Linked DNA regions of Danio rerio: region 1 is linked to region 2. Evidence: chromatin contacts called from public HiChIP or PLAC-seq data. All regions are on one chromosome and are shown on one strand. The core of a region is the stretch at or near the end of the contact, and the rest is flanking DNA. Distances in the headings are between cores, read along the strand shown.

What was found. HiChIP or PLAC-seq counts read pairs in DNA pulled down with a chosen protein or histone mark.
Region 1: a contact with region 2 is called in an H3K4me3 HiChIP or PLAC-seq map of gastrula embryo, with 2.2 times the contacts expected there. The contact joins the promoter of ext2 here to the promoter of phf23b in region 2. A contact is called at or near these places in 1 of 18 Hi-C or Micro-C datasets (an unstated tissue) and 2 of 4 datasets of contacts at active chromatin or transcription factors (embryo and gastrula embryo).

Annotation. Positions count from the first base shown.
Region 1 is chr7:26,848,334-26,852,309 of GRCz12tu, reverse strand. It overlaps ext2 (exostosin glycosyltransferase 2), which reads right to left and starts at 2,188. Exons shown (of 15, transcript NM_001008400.2): 1 at 2,037-2,188. si:ch211-107p11.3 reads left to right here and starts at 2,398. Exons shown (of 5, transcript NM_001386565.1): 1 at 2,398-2,873; 2 at 2,944-3,014. The coding sequence starts at 2,713.
Region 2 is chr7:26,647,343-26,651,610 of GRCz12tu, reverse strand. phf23b (PHD finger protein 23b) reads left to right here and starts at 1,603. Exons shown (of 6, transcript NM_199844.1): 1 at 1,603-1,810; 2 at 1,884-2,089; 3 at 3,221-3,252; 4 at 3,336-3,428. The coding sequence starts at 2,062.

The DNA.
Region 1 (3,976 bases), core at 939-3,438, 200 kb before region 2:
CATTAAATGTTCTCAAGGACATACATGATTTTAATAAATTAACTAGCTATATGCTTGATTTAAGTGATTTCAGAAATTAAATATAAACATGTTGTTACTGATTGTTTAAATTACAGTTTATTATATATTTGATCCAACTAATTGAATGGAATTTATAATGCAGTTAATCCATCAAGTTGAAATCAATTTATTATGATAATTATAATCAAGGATTAATACAAAAAATATATATAAAATAATAAAAATACTAAAAAATAAATGAATTACTTCATTCTAATTTATGAAATCTGAAAAATTTAAATCTGATTCATTTATTCAGTTCTACTTATTTCATGTTTTGTATGATCGTTCTAATTCTGATTTTATAACTGATGAGTCCAAAAATTTTTTAATTACTTTCATTGCTTGTTGAAATTCTGATATGATATATGGTTGAACAGTCTAATGAAATTATTCTCATTATGATTAATCCTAGGTCTGCACGATATTGGAAAATCCAATATTGCAATTTTTTTTATATTGCGATATATATTGCGATATGAATACATTTTCACCAGATATCTCTATTTGGAAAAAATATATAAATGTTAGATCTGTTGGGATGATTCAGCAATGGGAATGCATCTCCATAGAATCTAATAAATAATCTATACATTTTTTGGAGTCCCCTGACACATTTACACTGTGGTTTGTGCTATTTGCAGTGCATTTCTGTATTTGCATCTGTTAGGAGTATTTTCATGCACATGTTTAGTCAGAGAAAAATTCATGTTTACTATTTGCATCTCCATAAAAACCAATAAACAATCTATAAATTTTTTGGGGTCTTCCAACAAATTTTCATTGTGACCTGTGCTATTTGCAGAGCATTTCTATAGTGAGAATTTATGCATAACAATCTATAAACACACTCAAGAAAAAGATACAGTTGAAATAAAGTGTTTTATCACTTTACGAGTCTGACAGTATTCAAGTACAGTGACTGAAAGATAAAATTAAAAATAATTCAATAAAATTAATCATAGTTAAGGTCACAAATGGTACAAGTTCTTATACCTTAATGCTTTTAAAAATCATAATACAATCACGGTAATCAAAAACACAAGCAAATGATAAATTATTATACAAACTTAACATCACATATCCTGCGATCTCATTAAAGCGAATAATTACAATTGCAATATCAATGCGGAACCGATATATTGTGCAGCCCTAATTGATCCCAAATTAAAAGAATACAATAGTAATTCATTGTGTATTTTCAAGTTATTCCTACCTGAAAGTACTTGAATTAATCTGCTCTAGTAATTCTCCGTTTTCTGTGAAAATACAATTATAGAATTCTAAACTTATCAACTAACTTTTTCTACAACTATATACTCTACTACAATATACCACAGTTTGCTGTATTAAAAATTTAAGTATACTACAGTATTTCTAGTTTATCAGTTGAGTAGTTAATACTGCAGTATGCAGTAGCATTCTTTAACAACGTGTTTTAAAAACTAAAATACATACAGTATAATACACGATTCTATAGTATGCTTCAAAAGCACTTTTGTATTTATTTACTATGAATTACTATAGGATTTATTCATGTGGGATTTCATCAGAATTTCTAGACTGATTACATGACGGACTATTCTAACGTTAACGTTAATTGTTCTTTAGATAACTGCAGAAACTATTCACAATGAAATTACATGACTGTTCGTTCAAAAACGAATTGTCAATCAAAGTTATCAACTAACTTTAAATCAATCAATCAATGTTATTATGTGTTAACGTTGCAAATATTCTATAGTAAGTTAATGGTCAACCTAACAGTTACGAATAATTCATTAATGCAATTTTTTGCTATTTACTTATGCCAAAATCCACTTATCTCTATATGGTTCATCTTTAGTAATAAAACCAGGCCGTATTTGACCATCCTAAACAAAATAAGTCCTTTCCTGAGTTGAATACAATTCCAAAACACACTCGCTAACGATAGCAGACAGGCTACGTTAGCCCTCATAAAAACATGAACTAACCTTCACGATGTCCAGCTTACGGCCTCAAACTTCAGCACGCCGCAAACATTATTTCATTTGTCGTTCCAGTATGGTGAATATTTAAGTTGAATGTTATTTATCATCCCACAACACATTCCTTACACTAAAAGGACAGCTGACAGGAAAGAAGAGATTTGTCTGTCCTTCGTGTATATTAACGCACGGATTTCTTGTCACTTGGGTTGCGTCGCGCCATCTGCTGTAGAGGAAGAACGAATGTAATCAATGACTGTGTCTTAAAACCTACAGAGCCACCTATATAGACAGCATGTTTGGTACGACAATACTTTGCTTCGCTGTCTAGATAGCTAGCTCGTTCGGTTATTTTACACACAACCACAAACAACAGCTATCATCTCACCGATTCAGCCACCATTTTTTCATACGGCGTAAATAACTTAAAAGTCTACTATTGTACATTATTTCGAATATTAGAGCAACCTTTTCTATAAGCCTAATGTTTTTAAGCAAGAAACAGGCATCTGGGTCCCGTTCTTCGACCGTGGTTTAACAAAGCCCGAATTAGTTCGCATAGCCCGGGTTGAGCTAGCTCGAGTCCGTACCTGAAATGGGGTTTCGGTCCACATCTCGGATTTAGGTTTCAGACTATTTACAAACAGACTGTTGTTTATTCTAACAAAAAGTCAAGATGAACATGGCTAAGCAGCGTGCTGCTTATTTCAGTGCTGCTGAATTGCAACTTTTAATGGAAGGATATGACGAAGTTAGACATTTAATAAAAACCAAAGGGAATACTATAGCGGCTGCAAGACTCCGTCAGGATGCGTGGCGAAAAATAGCCAGCAAACTAAATGCGTAAGTACAATTAATTTTTAATTACAACAATTCCGCTCCGCTGTTCTTCAATCCTACATTTTAATGGCAGATCCAATCCTTTGGGACCAAGACGAACGTGGCAGCAGGTGAAGACGAAATACAAGAACGTCGTTCAAAGTGGTTAGTCACTTTTTTGAGAGGTTTAAAATTGTTAAGATTAATCTACCTTGTTGTGGTTTAAGTTCCATAAACATTATAATGAGGGGAAATTTTAAAATTATATTGTAAAAATGTTAATTGTTAATCAGGAATTGCATATTCTGTTTCTTTTTCTCAGTAAGATATATTATGTACTTCATTATTGGCAGTACTTTATTTTACAGACCAGTTCCTCGTGTACATTAAATGTGCTACTTATTATTATAATTGCACTGGTTAATACCTAGATTCTCAGCATATCACAACGTACATCTCGTATGGCATGTGGATTAAAAACAAATGTTCATTATTCCTTAACTGCCCCACCAGGAAGAAAATAACATCCCAACACATCCCATAATTTCTAAAAATACCAGCCTCTATCTAAAATGTCAGTTTATGGTAAAAGTACCAGGAATTAATACATATAGTGTGAGAAATCTGAAAATTTGAAGTGTAAGACCATTTTATTTAAAAATATAATCAAAATAAAACAAATTGAATACTAAATCATAATTTCTTTTTTAGTATGCCTTTAAATATTTCAGATTCTCATAGGGGTATGCAAGAGGTACATACATTAGGAGCACATACAAAGAGAACAAAACAACAACAAAAAAAAGATGAAAAAACAAAAAAAACAACATCAATACTCTCAGGTGCACATGTTTGCATGTACAGTATGTGTGCGTGAGTGCATGTAAAGGTAAACAGGTGAACATGTCAGAGTACACACATAAGAGAAAGAGAAAATAAAAGATACATATCATAAAACAGCATGCATAACAGTCAATAAATGAAGCAAATAACTTAGAAATAAAACATAGATAGAAAGAGACCAATCAGTGGTGAGAGACAAGAAAGTAATGTAATGATAGTAATGTTAACAGTAAAAAGAAAAAAGGGCAACCGTAATAATAACACTGATAACTATTGTTTTTCTT
Region 2 (4,268 bases), core at 354-2,853:
GTTAAAATGCTGCATTTTAGTGATATTTTAAGAACTAAGCATTGCTGGATTAGCTTGTTGGATTGTGACCGCAGATTTTGATGTACCAAAATATTTCCTACGATTTTGTCAAAGTGCTTACAATACTATTTGACTTTGTAGTGAATATTTACAAATGTGCATTTAAGTTATTATATATAATTACAGTTTTATAAATAATGTTGAGATTAGCATACAATTTTTTATGAAGAAATATGAACATTTATTATAATCAATTTATCATCAATCAAAAGAAAAAAACAATTAAGAAACTTTGAATAATTAAACATTAAATTTGTTTTAAAGCCTTTTTCTATTGGTTATTTTCACAATTTTTAATGGCAAAGTAGTCAAAAATGAGACATTTGAGCTCAGGAAGGGGCCAAATTCTGGACTTTATCAGCCACCTCTGGCTACGGGCCTGAGCATCCATATCGCAATAGAATAATTCCCAATAGCTACATTTCAATTATATGCTATGTTGAGTATATAAAAAAGAAGACTATGTAGTATTTTTTTTACATTTGATAATTCAATTACTGTATACCTGAATACAGTTCGACTTCTCAGAAAACAATAAAATGGTTAATAAAATAAATAAATAAGATATGTTTAATTTTTATATTTTTCTTTATTGAATTTATGCTTGTGGATTGTTTATTATATATTATATTTAATGCACTCCCCTACATCATCCTAATCAATCTAAAATGATAAAATCTTTTCAAATAGTTACTCCACTCAACTTCGTGAAATTGTATTCATATCGCAATGATTATCGCAGAATAAAAAAATATTTAAGATTTTTAAATATCACGCAGTACTAATGTAACTGTATAACTATTTATTAGTCCAAAAATAGGAAATGAAGCCTATGTTTTAGTTCAGTAATGTATTTGGATTTATATATTTTTTTTGCGTTTGAAAAATAATCAAAATACTATTTTCAGAAAAATCAAAGCCACGAATCTAAACAAGTTGTGTTTTTCATTTGAGGCTGACGACTCAAAAAGCTTTTGTTTAAGTCTAGTTTTGGCACAGTGCCAGACATTTTCATTAGATTAAATTAATAATAAGATATTTATGTGTTCGGTTTGTCTAATATATTATATTCTTTACATTTTAACTACTTATATTCTAAATATGGTGGATTTTGTGAGCCTTCTAGCGCCCACTTTCGAGTATTATCAGGTAGTACCGCTACTCGTCTTTTTTTATTCTATTTGACTTGGGTTTAATGATAAAACACGTTAAACGTCATTGGCAACCGAAATGACCAGTCTGGGGTAGCCCGGTCCACTGACTAAAATGTTCGAGGATATGCATATAATGATTTTGGTATTTATAAATGGATTTAAATTAATTTAAACATATGGGGTACGCAAGGAGAAAATAAAAACCTTACGAGTAGGAACAGATAAACTCAACTTCCCGTGAGCACAACAGACCTACGACTGGCGCAATGAATCATGGTTATTGAAGTTTGCTTGTCGATGTATTCAGCAGTTAAAGTCATTGTTTGAACTACATGTCCCATTGACTATTGGAAAGCAAATTTTTACATCGCAGCGGCAATTTCACCGCAAGGGGTTTCTGGAGTCAGTTGACATCGTCGACTTTAGTGAGGCGCGCCGGAGGCGACACGCAGACGTAATTACTTTGGTGTTTTCACCACTTTCGTCGAAAAAGGATAACAACGCCAACATAGAGTCTACATTACCATCATTCGCTGCAAAATCATGTTGGATCCCTGGTTTTATCGTTGGTTCTTTTTTGCTTGGTGGTCCGTTAGGTAATTGAACTGCCAGCTGGATTATTTTGCAACACTGCTTGCTGGCCAAAATTAAGTTAATTGATCTTTCCAGGGACTCGAGATACAGCGATATTCCATCGGATCTGTTTGTAAAATCGTCGTTTAAGTGACTCCGATGCCCAGCTAATAGACTGTAGCTGGACAGCCGGGGCTTGCTGCGCCCAAGCCGGGCGAAGAGATTGACGCTGCTCGGTGTCATCCAACTGAAGAGGATCGAGTTTAAGGCGACAATGCTTGAAATAATGTCCGAGCACCAAGGTAAGGCAACTCATAGATTTTTAAATATTCAAACTTTAACACTGTTAAGGTAGGCAACACCCATCACGTCCAGTTTTAGCAGAGTCAGCTAGCCTGTTAACTTAACGTTAGAAGCTTTACGCTGCAGTAACTTTGCATACTTCTTACTTTAGCAGGCTGATTTTTCTGATAAACCCAATTCAATTTCAATCGCTTTGTGATGTTTGTTAGTGGTGATGAAGGTTTTTCTGCACTGACGAGCTGCTTCGTAAAAGGATTAGCCGAGTTGCTATCTTGTCCAATGGAGATAAATTACCCAAGTTGTTTTTAACCTTTCGTTAAGCTGTAACTCATAAATGATAAAGAAAATCCCCCCTGATATCCAACCTCTGCTTTCTGTTCAAATGATTTAATGGGCACGTTTACAAAACCGCAGTTACGCAGCGTTGCGCATTTTCTCTTTGCTAAGTAAACCAGCTCTATTTTCAGTTAGTTGCACTAATGATCGTTTTAATCGAGTGCCAGTTTCATAGTCGTATTAATACACGATTAGAATGTTCCAATGACATTTACAATGCCATTAAAGACATAATGCTGTCTTCAAATACAGGTCGCTGCTTAGCATAGTAGCATTTCGCCGCCTGACTGTAACTCTTTTGTTTTGCCGCGGTTAATGTCTTGTCGTCGGTGTCGCTAATGTTAATTGCATTGATTTAGTCGTTTTTAAAATATTAAATCGGCTATATCTGCTTTAGAAGACTTCCTAATCCAGCCAAGTTGTCTTGTGGTGCTTCGACGCCGTGAATAGGGCTTAAGTCACATGCTGCTGCGTCCTCTCGCATTCACCACAGCTTTAGCTTAGTGTTTTTGCTTCTAAATTTGTTTAGTTTTCCCCACAACTAAAGTCTCTCAAACCGTGTGGTTGTTGGGATGTAAAATGGTGTCCTGCGCACTAGAATTTTACGCCTCAATCAACAGGGTGTCGCGAGGAACAGCAAAGTTACGTTAGCGAATTAGCTTGCCGCCGAAACTCGCATTTACTAGGTTTGTACAACAAAAGCTGCACGAACTGTCTCCAGGTGTGTTTTTGGTTAAAGTAGTTGTTTAGCAACGAATTAACTGTATTCTTTGCTTATCTTTTTCATTGCATAGATTCATTACTGAAGTGCAAAGCAGAGACTCTGGTAAGTCAAACAAGGAAATTAGATGTTCCTCCTACAGATGGCAGTGCTTGTCCAAAATACTAATATGTGATGTTCATGTCCAGCCATCAGAGAGAAGAAAGAGGACAGTGGAGGACTTCAACAAGTTTTGCAGTTTTGTTCTTGCCTATGCCAATTACATCCCATCTCAAAAGGAGGTAAGAATGGAGCAAGTTTAGGTGTGATTATTATTTTTTTTTTTAACTGCTTGCAATGTTTATTTTACCTGAGACTGCATCTTTTGGCACCTATTTCAGGGCATGGAGCTTGTATTAATGTCTAAGTAGAGCCCAAATGGTACTATATTTTTCTGATAACAATAACTTAAGCTGGAAATTGGCTAATTGCTGAGTACATGTAAATCTGTAATTAAAAATCCTGCTGAACTCTCCTACAAAATTAATAAATCAACAATAAACACATTTTTTTGTGTTTTTAAAAAAAAAAAAGTTTTTTCTGTGTCATTTACTTGTGCTCACAGATAAACACTAGACCTGCACAGTTTTTTTGGTAACTTTACATTGCTCTTACATTTCTTATGCAAATCAATTTAAGCTTAACTGTCATTTCACTTCAGGTGTGGACATACAGAGAAATAAAATGTAGTGTCTTGCAGGACCACAGTGCAACATAAATAATCAAGAATATGAAAACAACACTGGACAGAAGAGCCATTCTAAACCTGTACACAACTAACATATCAGAGTGGCAATTTAACTATACGTATACATATCTAATGCATTTTATTTTGTGAGGACAAGGAAGCACAAAAAAGCTCCAAATCCAAGCAATAACTGCTGCCAGGCTTACGCTCTGTCCACACAAACTTGGATATTTTAAACTACTGCTTTTTCTACGCAGTTTGACCAGTCATTCTCACGCAAATGTAGTATCGAGTGACAAACAAAATGTTATGGAAACTCCAGCCAGGGTGAAGAGTTTCAGAAACTATGGTTCTACAGTGTTGTCGTGTCCAAATGAAACTGGAGTTTTGTCTC